3 separate regions of the Gossypium hirsutum genome follow, and all the other regions are linked to region 2. Evidence: chromatin contacts called from public Hi-C data. All regions are on one chromosome and are shown on one strand. The core of a region is the stretch at or near the end of the contact, and the rest is flanking DNA. Distances in the headings are between cores, read along the strand shown. Region 1 holds the start of LOC107962913 (homeobox protein knotted-1-like 3). Region 2 holds the start of LOC107962919 (aspartate aminotransferase, chloroplastic). Region 3 holds the start of LOC121230631 (neurochondrin).

Region 1 (3,202 bases), core at 415-2,914, 400 kb after region 2:
AATATTTTGTTGTACTGCTTATGTATAATGCTTAAAGGTATTTTTTAACGGTTAAAAATATGTTATTAGTCCTTGTAGTTCTACAAAATTTGTGATTTTTCCCCTATACTTTTATAGTTAAAATTCAATCCTCCTACTTGTACAATTTGAGAATCCTAGTTCAATTATTATTATTGTTGATAGTTTCTGTCAAAATTTGTTAATATGTTTATTTTTCGTCAATCATATATCACAACTTATTAGGGCAACGTAACTACTATGTCAAATTGACAAATTTTAACAAAGAATACTAACAAAATTAATGTTGGACTAACATATTTAAATTAGAAGAGTCAAACTTAATAACTTTTTAAATATAGGAATTAAATTTCAAATTTTATCAAAATATAGGAACTAATAACATATCTAAACGTATTTAAAAAAATTAAAGTGAATAAACACAATCCAATAAAATTTACATAATAACAAAATGATTAAGGGTCTAATAATTTAAACAAGTATTGTCAATTTGAATTACATTTTAAAAGTAGGAGGATCAAAACATCTAATTTGAATTATAGAAATTAAATTTTAAAATTTAAAATTTAATAAAAATATCAAAATCATGGTTTAATCTACCAGTTGAGCCTATGGTATAGTGACAAATGATTTGTTTTGAAATCAAACCTTAATTATCACCAAATCATAGACACCCCTTCCCCTTCAATTATTAAAAAAAAAACATTCAAAGTTACCTAAATGCTATAACTACTATGACATTTTTCTATGTGTTGGAGATTATAAAACATTTCCTAATAAAAGAAGAAATATTGGCTTTCCAATTATTGATCTCCAACCAATCTTTTATAAAAGGATAAAGTAACAAAATTTGATAACCTTTTTTTCTATATTCATCTTTAAATTTGGATTTTGCAAACTATAAAATTGAATGGCTTCATCACTAAATTTTTAAGTTGGTATTTTTTAGATTTTATATATTTTATTTAAAATTTCAATTGATGACATAGGACAATCTCAGAGTATCATATCGTCGTACTCTTAACTAAATTCAAGTTCATGGAACAAATTGAGAAAAGTTGTCTTCATGAAACAAATTGAGAAAAGTTGTCTAACTTTGAGACTAATGTAGTGCAAAATAAATTTTAAAACTAAGATGAAAAAAGATTACAAAATTTAGAGACTAAACATTACTTTATCCATTTTTTATAGTTATTTTGAATTATCCGTACATATATCCACTAACTTTAGAGACTAATTGTTGAACTTTTGGTTCAAAGTATTGTATATTGTGAATTTAATTTTTGTATTTTAATTTGATAAAATTTAGTTTTTTGTAGGTTTTGAATTTATCAATTTTAGTCTTTATGTTTTTCGAAATTTAAAATTTTAATCTTAGTCCAAACGATAATAGTTAAATTTTAATGGTTAATTTCTGCCTTAGTTTTGTGCAATGCGTAAGGTCGTAGATTTAATCTATGTTTTTTAATTGAATTGATTTTAATCATCATATTTTTCAAACTTTAAAATTTTCATTTTGACCCTTAAATTTATTAACTCATATATCTATCAGTAATATATGCAGAAAATAGAAAAATTTAATAAATTTAATTTGAAAATTACAAAGGTATGAAATTAAAGTAGAAGCTACACATATAACAAAATCTAACCTCAATATTACAACAACAGCAAAGAGTTTAATATTTAAATTAATGGGAACCCAACCTTAAAATTGTCACAAATCAACACAGGGACACTTTAGTTTTGGCCTTTAATGCATACAAAAAGTCTTGGTCCCTCTCACCTCCTTCCACCATTTTTCATAATATGAAATAAATAATAATAAATAAATAAATAAATAAAATAAGGAAAAAATGAAAAGAGTGGCCTTTCAGCTTTCACACCATTTTCATTATATAAGCAAGATTTCTTGACCTGAAAACAGCTTCTCCTTCCAAACTATACTTTTCCCATTCTCTCAAAACTCTCCCATCAAACACGTTTCTTACAGTAACTCAGTACTTGTAATAATTTCTTACCTTTTTCACTTATGCTTCAATAATACAAATTTCTCTATAAATACAACCATGAATTCATAATCATCCAGGCGCAGTCGATTTGGCTACATTCATGTCGTTTCACCACAACCACCTTTCCTCCCAAGACCTACCTCTCCATCCTCACTTCGCCGACCACCACCACCACCAACGACAACCGGCGCAATTTACGGAAACCGGCGGTCCCAATTGGTTAAACGCCGCCCTCCTCCGTTCGGAGCAGACTCAGCCACCACCGCAGCCTCACGGTGATCATTTTTCTGATCACCCGAGCTTCCTCAACCTTCATATTGCAGAAACTGTTTCAGACTCCAACGCCGCGGGTCACCAAGCTCCGAACCGGTGGCTATCGTGCTCGTCGTCTTCGCTTCTTCAACGCAACCACAGCGATGTCATCGAAGACGTGGCGGCCACCGCAGCAGCAGCAGCAGCAGGAGGTGGTGGGGACTCCATGGTCGCCGTGGAATCTGGGGAATTGAAGAACAGCAACAGCGAGACCATGAACAAGAGCGAAGGCGTCGTGGTGCAAAGCGGAGGAGATGCGGCGGTGAATTGGCAAAATGCGAGGTGCAAGGCGGAGATATTAGCCCACCCTTTGTATGAGCAGCTACTGTCGGCCCACGTGTCGTGTCTTAGGATCGCCACGCCGGTGGACCAGCTCCCGAGGATCGACTCTCAGCTGGCTCAGTTGCAGCACGCGGTGGCCAAGTACTCCGCTCTTGGCGGCGCAGCCCAGGGCTTGGTTGCGGACGACAAAGAACTCGATCAGTTCATGGTAAGCTACTACTACACAAATTGCTAATTTATTCCCAGTGGCAAATGAAAAAAGAATTTAATTGCCTTTCTGGGTTTTAAAAGTTATGATTTTTTTATTGCTCTTTTGGAAAACATTTGTTATTAATCACCCACTAGAATCAGGTTTTTTTTTTTTTAAATTGATGAGAATTTTTAAGAGAAGATTTATTTTATCCTCTAATTTTATAAAATAAATTATTTTAGTTTTTTTTCTCTCTTCTAATTCTTGAAATTACATTGCAATTAATTAATTTTTTAAATTTTAAAAATATATTTTATCATTATATTAAATTTTTAAAATTTTATATGGAATTAAATGGCGATATTTTAGACTTTTAATTTTTCTATTTATT
Region 2 (3,571 bases), core at 34-2,533:
AAATAGTATTCTCGTTGCCGAGGCTTCACTGTCTACTCAGATCGAAATTTTGCTAATTTCGAAACTTTTTCACCCTGATTCGTTCCTCGCACATGGATCCATGGTTTGGATCGTCGGAATGTATATATATATATATATATTTTTTCCGCTGTGCCATGGGGGTACTGGCATTCCAACAAATTTTCCCTTGCTCGAAATGTGACCTTGAGAAGAGCCTCCACCCGATTAATGTGTATGCCGATTTAGGTTGAGGATAACTGGCCCTCTCGTCGTGGATCGTTGCGGCTGAAATGTTGCCTCATAATCATCATTCTCCTCCAAGGAGTCTTGCTCTATAGCCTCTTCCTCCCTTTCGTCTTTTTCATCATCCCCACTCTCGTCTTCTTCTTCTTCACTTCCTTGCTCCTCGAATTAGTGATGAAATTACATTGGCCCGTATTTATTTGGAGGCAAATCTGGTATTCGCATACCATTTTCCCTTGCGAATTCTTGTGCCACCAAGTCCAGCTCTTGCATCCATCGTATCATCCACTCTAGGTCTGAAATGTTGCTTTCCTATAACTCTCTCCGGGATGTTGATGTTGTTTTCCATTTTAGTGAAGCTCGGACGTCTATATTTTCTTTTTGGTGTTAGTTCCAATCCTAAATTTGCTTTCCTTGAAGCTCTGTATACTGCGTGTATAGTGGATCTTTAATGCCTAACCAGTATTTCTTTCAAGTATTTAGTGTATTTTGGAATTTTCTCTATTAATTCAATAATAAATAAATTAACATTAAACGATTTAAATAAGTTTAGAAAACTTACAAATTATGCTTTATCTCGTCTCTGTTTATCTTTTAACCGTGCGAGAAATGGTATCTTTGTGACGACGGGTTTTGTGTTCTGCTTATCCTCCGGCTTAGCTACTGGCTCGACTACCGTTTCTAGCTCTTGTTCAATATCATCTTGTTGAGGGGTCTCCTCTTGAAGATCATTGGCACCCTCTTCGTCCTCCTTGAAGTTAGATTCTATCAAAATTAGATTCCAAATTATACGTGATAGAATCTTACAGTGTCACGTCATTTTTTTTGTGAATTATATGCGACTAGCACGACTCGAACTCAGGTTACAACTGGTTCAGTGAACATCTTAACTATCAAACCAACACACGAGATTGTAAAATATCACGTCATTAAACTTTCACATTTATCAAGTTCGGATACATAAATGGACATAATTCTCAAATTTAAGTAATGAAGTGGAAAAAATATATATATAAATACCAAAACACGTAAAATTACCAATTCCAAAGGCTAATACTTTAGCCGTTGTTATGGACACTCATCAGCGCAACATCGGACAAAATCGTGAATCATGAACCGTCGAGATCTTAATCAACGTCAACTAATGGTAAAGCCGCTTATGAGCTGAAAAGTGGCAAACGACTATACCCCTAAAGACGATTTCATCACAGCGCGCACACCGAGTCTCTACCAGCTCGATCCCAACGGCAGAGCATTTCACAGTGTTTTAGCTGGAAAAATCAAAAACCCATTTTGAACGCCAACACCACCACCAAGGTTTTCGCTTTGATCCCATCGCCCCCTTTTGCCTCTACTAAACCCCTTATCTCTAATCCTTGCTATTACCAATTTGTTGATTTCATTATGGCTTCCACACTGCTCTCTTTGGCTTCTGCCACTCCCTCTGCTTCACTTTCTTTTCATGAAATTAACAAGGTATTTCTAATCCCTTTCTTTCAATTTCATTTTTTGTTTCTGTTTTAGATACTGATTGATTACTGAGAAAATGGAAATATATGTTTCCCACAGGGAAAATTGAATCGTGGATGCATGAACAAGGAAAAAACCAATCCTTTCATCAAAGCAAAGGTACATTTTTTTACCCCTTTTCCATTTCCATTTAAAGATCAACTCTTTATGTCCAGTGTGGTTATGTAATTGTAATTGTAATTGTAATTATGATTAAGGGGTTATGCTCCAGGTTACTGTACTTTGTGCTCTTTTGAAATTTAGTCCCTTTACTTTTATTTCAATTCAGATTTAAAATTGTAAGTTCATTTGTTGAAACAATTAAAAATTTTCCATTAAATTCAAGTTGATCACAATGTCAAGTTAGTGTTTTTTTTTTTTAATTTCAAAATGTCACTCTTGCAAATTTAACTGAAAACTGAAGTTGGACTTAAATTTTGAAACCTGAAAAGTCGAGGGACTAAATTCCAAATGTACAAAGCATACAGGGACTTGGAGCATAATTCAATTTTTTTTGGCTTCTATGTTTGAATTGTTTTGTTGTTTGCAGTCTTTTGGTCGAGTCTCTATGGTTGTGGCTTCCAATGTGTCTCGTTTCGAGGGTATAACAATGGCTCCCCCTGATCCAATTCTTGGGGTGTCTGAAGCTTTCAAAGCAGACAACCATGAGTTGAAACTCAACCTTGGTGTTGGAGCCTATAGAACTGAAGAGCTACAGCCTTATGTGCTTGATGTGGTTAAAAAGGTAAGTATTTTTTTTCCTAAACTAGTTTATTCATATGAATGATGGCCTGCTCTAGATTCTTCATTGCCATTAGCTTATAATTTTGCTTCGTTTCTTGCTGCAACAACCGAGTATTTGTTTCTTTGACAATTAAGTTGAATTGGCCTGATCTAGGTTCTCCATTGACATAGCTTATCATTTGTTTTATTTTTTGCTCCAAAGACTGATGATTTGTTTCTTTGGGATTTGAACTGAGTTGAAAATATGTTTGTTTCGGTAACTCTCAATTTTCTAGGCGGATAAGCTTCTACTCGAGAAAGGGGAAAACCGAGAGGTAACTTGATTTACTCATTTGAATAGAAAACCTGATGTGACTCTTCTCTTGAGCATACTCTATGGTTTTTCACACGCAGTATCTCCCAATTGAAGGCTTGGCTGCTTTCAATAAAGTGACTGCGGAATTGTTATTTGGAGTTGACAATCCAGTTATAAGGCAACAAAGGGTACGTTAGAGTTCTGGCCATCCCCTAATACCCAAAAAGAACAATCTATTTTAGCTCTCTATGATGAAGTATTATATTTTTTTTCCCAGGTTGCAACAGTTCAAGGGCTTTCGGGAACTGGTTCACTTCGGCTGGCTGCAGCTCTCATAGAACGATATTTTCCCGGGGCAAAAGTTCTAATATCATCTCCTACATGGGGTGAGTATTTTCTCTTCCTTAAATTTAGTTGTCAAATTTGTTCAATGTTATGTATTTTTCATAGTTGGATTGTCTTGCAGGTAACCACAAGAACATTTTCAACGATGCTAGGGTTCCATGGTCAGAATACCGATATTACGACCCAAAAACAGTTGGTTTGGATTTTGAGGGGATGATAGCGGACATCAAGGTCATACTCTGGCTAAAAGTGCTCACTAGAGTACATATCAATGTACAATAAGTCAATTCCTTCTTCTAAGATTTATTCTTCAATTACACATTTCAGGCAGCTCCTGAGGGATCTTTTATTCTTCTTCATGGTTGTGCTCACAACCCAACTGGTATCGATCCAACTCCTGAAGAGTGGAGAGTAATTGCAGATGTCATCCAAGAG
Region 3 (3,515 bases), core at 541-3,040, 420 kb after region 2:
GCGCCATTCTACATGGCTTCAACAAAAAAATAATTTTTTTTATACTCCCTGCTGATGTGGCATGTTGGTGGCACCAAATCATTTGGCTCCACCTACTTTTACCATAAATTTCAATCATTCTTGTACTTAATTAAAAAAGTGGTTCATTTTGATAATTAATTAAATTATTTTTATAAAAAAGCCTAAAACTTTTGATATTCGAAAATCATTTTAAATTTCAATTAAATTTGGTATGGACTTTAACATTATTTTTTCCCGTCTAATAATATATGAACTGGAGACCTTGCTAGAAGGAAATCGAATATCCAATGTAACCACTCACCAACTGTTGTTGCAAATCATTGGTTTTGTGTATTATATGGTTTGTTTGTTTGCATCAACTGAATAATTCATTTAATATTAAATTTATCATTTACATGTTCTATTATACAAAAATATTTAGGAGAAAATGTTGATTGAATTTTAATTTAATTAGTATTATTGTTGTTGTAATAAGATAGACATTGTAAGTTAGAGAGATTTATGAATAATTTAGAAATTAATATATAGATCCAGGGAAAAAAATTCTAATTTTTTTTCTCCTTTTCCTTAAAGTTGTTTATTTCTTCTTTTTTTGTTTTGCCTAGCAACAATGTCAACTTTCGGGCTAGTTAGCACACGTCTTTTTCTCCCTCCCACAAATCTTTTTTTTTTCTCATTCACTTGGTATGTTTTCTCTCTTTTTAGTTTGCATATATATTTTGCGAGTATCTTTGCCATCTTTACAAATAGTGATGGATAGATGATGGTGTTTATTGTTACTAAAACTCCACTGTCCATTAGCAATTTCTCTGCCACCGACTTCTTAGTCTGTTTCTTTTTTTAGAGTATTTCAGAATAATCTACACCGTCTTTAAGTTTTATATATTTTTTATTTGTTTTATATTGTTTAATAAATTTTCATTTTTTGAAGTTTTTGTCGATTGTTATAGCACGTTTTTTGGTGTTGCTTGTGTATAAAGTCTTATTTATGAATTTAGTCTTACTTTTGCAAGTGATTTTAAAGATGATTTTACACATTTTTCAAAAAAATATATACTTATCGCTTTAGACTATTCGAGGCTAAGTTTCTTATTGTATTAAATAATTGCAATTACTTTAGATATATTGAACTTAAGTTGTTACAAAGTGAATTGTCAATGTACTATAATGTTTTATTGATGCTGAAATATTTGTTGGGTTGATGGAGCTCGTACTTTACTGCCTATGATGAATGTTTTTTTTTTCAAATTGTATGATCCCATTTATAGAATAAATTAATGAATTTTTTTAAAATATATGTGTATATATATATAAAATATTTGGAGAATATTCATTTCGTGAATGGAACTAATGAGCTCAGCCATGTGTTTAATGTATTATTGCAGAACATTGTAAGTAGGAAGTAATCAACGGGTTAAGACCCCGGTGATGATTTTGGATTTTTATCCCAAATTAGCTAGGTTGACTCAGTAGACATGGTCCTAATATCCCAATTGTAAAGAACAAAATGATTTTTAGCTTGCTTTGAATTTCATCTAATTTTTCTGTTTCCTGCTTCATTTCCGTTTTCAACTTAATTTTATTTCTACTCAATTCAAAAATTTTAATTGAAAATTTATCCGTCTTGATCTCAAAATTATTTGAATAATTTCATATTAAAATTGAAATTAGGGTGAGTTGGAATCCAAGCTGATTGTTTCCTCAGAACAAATTAAATTAAATCCTGTAAATTCCAATAATCGGATTTTCTTTTCTGGTCCATTAATTAGGCCCAATTGAGTATGTAAGGTCGAAAAACCTTGCCATGGCGCCATACTAGACGCCTCTGGACACTCCCTCAAACATATTTCCACTAGGGTCAAATCAATAGGAACCAAAACCCACCCAAAATCTCTGCACTGCCATCCTTCCTTAGCTTCCATGGTAAACCTTCTCATTCCCTCTTCCTTTCTTTCTTACACTAATTCCTTCAGCTCTCTCCATTCTATCTGCCATATGTATAATGTTTGTTCTTTCTTTTTTTGATAGGAGGAGCCACAATTGCTGCAGCAGCAGGAAGAAGAACAATCACAATCAGTATCTCTTCAAGATTGCTTGAAGTTACTAAAAGGCGAGCAAGACGAGCAACGCCTCGCTGGCTTGCTTCTCGTCACCAAATCCTGCAAAAGCGACGATCTCGTTTCCCTTAGGGCTATCTACGACGCCGTTGGACCTCACTTCTTGGACCGTCTCTTAAGGACCGGTATTAATTCATACTCTTTTTTTTAAAAAAAATATGATTTTGCAATTCTTTTTTTTATGCTTAAATATAGTTTTGTTTTTTGGTTTAAAAAAAGGGTTGGGTAAAGGTGTAGTGAGCAGTGGTAGTGGTGAAAACCGGGATGCGTATTTGCAGCTGTCAGTGTCGGTTCTGTCTGCGTTTTGTCGAGTTTCTGAGATTGCTTCTTCGAAAGAAATGGTTTCCAAGGTTCCAATGATTTTTGAAGTAATGTCAATGAAGTAAGCTTTTTATCCATACTCCTCTTTGTTTCAAATTCATGAATTTAGAAATGTGCAGTGCATGATATGAAATTTTAGCTTTTTAACCATGTTACTCGGATTCGGATGTAAGCGGTATGTCTTCAACACAAGTATAGATAGATTTCTCAAAGTTTTTCAATTTATTTGGTGGATCTTTGGAGGTTATATCTTTGTTTGTGTATGTCACACACTAGTATCTGATGCATAGCTTTTTAATGTTTTACAACAAAACTTATGGTCCATTGCTGTGTTGTTAGTCTCTGTAACTAAGGTTTTTTTTTTTTTTTTGAAAGCAGATCAGGCATGCCTGTGCTTGAAGAATGCTATGAATTTTTATACTTGGTGTCAACTGCTTCTGAGGATGGACTTACAGCAGTGTATGAATCCGGAGGGATTAAATTACTTGCTCATCAAATGTCCGCTCTGCCAGATGTTAGCTTATCTTACACTGTAACAAATTTCTAGAATTTGGCACTTCCGGGGCCTTATATTATACAGTCTTCATTATAGTTATAGCTGGTAGCTTTCAGTCTGGAGAGAATTTGTTGTTTTCTATTCTGTATTTGTGCCTAACTTTTTAGGGACCTAACTTATTTAGTTACATGGTGTTATGGATTTGCAATTTGAATTCTACTGTCTATGCAGAGAAGTGATTATATGTGAACTTGCTGCAGGGTCTCGTTTGATGGAACTTGCCACGAAGCTTGTCCAATTGATGCTAAAGAAGCTGTCACAAGGCATCGTTGAGAACGACCATCTCTCGGAGCTGTCAGTCATTGTGAGTCTAGATTTTTTCTAGCCATTAAGCTTTTGTTTTCAATGTTTAGTTCACAATGGTTAAATTTTGATCATTTAAACCATTTCTCTTGCAATTTAGGTGACCAAAATAGCAAGACAGTTTGCTCTCCTACAAAATGCCTTGAAGTTTGAAGCACTTCACTTATTGTCTGCCATCTTCTCTTCAGAATACTCGG

What was found. Hi-C and Micro-C count contacts between places; a contact is called where the count stands out from the background.
Region 1: a Hi-C map of leaf shows a contact between it and region 2, with 2.5 times the contacts expected there. The contact joins the promoter of LOC107962913 here to the promoter of LOC107962919 in region 2. A contact is called at or near these places in 2 of 34 Hi-C or Micro-C datasets (hypocotyl and leaf).
Region 3: a Hi-C map of leaf shows a contact between it and region 2, with 6 times the contacts expected there. The contact joins the promoter of LOC121230631 here to the promoter of LOC107962919 in region 2. A contact is called at or near these places in 5 of 34 Hi-C or Micro-C datasets (hypocotyl and leaf).

The regions. Positions count from the first base shown.
Region 1 is chrA06:39,022,843-39,026,044 of Gossypium_hirsutum_v2.1, reverse strand. It overlaps LOC107962913 (homeobox protein knotted-1-like 3), which reads left to right and starts at 1,664. Exons shown (of 5, transcript XM_016899478.2): 1 at 1,664-2,829. The coding sequence starts at 2,128.
Region 2 is chrA06:39,421,081-39,424,651 of Gossypium_hirsutum_v2.1, reverse strand. LOC107962919 (aspartate aminotransferase, chloroplastic) reads left to right here and starts at 1,283. Exons shown (of 11, transcript XM_016899484.2): 1 at 1,283-1,719; 2 at 1,813-1,872; 3 at 2,303-2,497; 4 at 2,772-2,810; 5 at 2,890-2,979; 6 at 3,069-3,177; 7 at 3,258-3,367; 8 at 3,464-3,571. The coding sequence starts at 1,648.
Region 3 is chrA06:39,002,495-39,006,009 of Gossypium_hirsutum_v2.1, reverse strand. It overlaps LOC121230631 (neurochondrin), which reads left to right and starts at 1,790. Exons shown (of 18, transcript XM_041115680.1): 1 at 1,790-1,944; 2 at 2,050-2,263; 3 at 2,358-2,520; 4 at 2,838-2,974; 5 at 3,216-3,319; 6 at 3,419-3,514. The coding sequence starts at 1,942.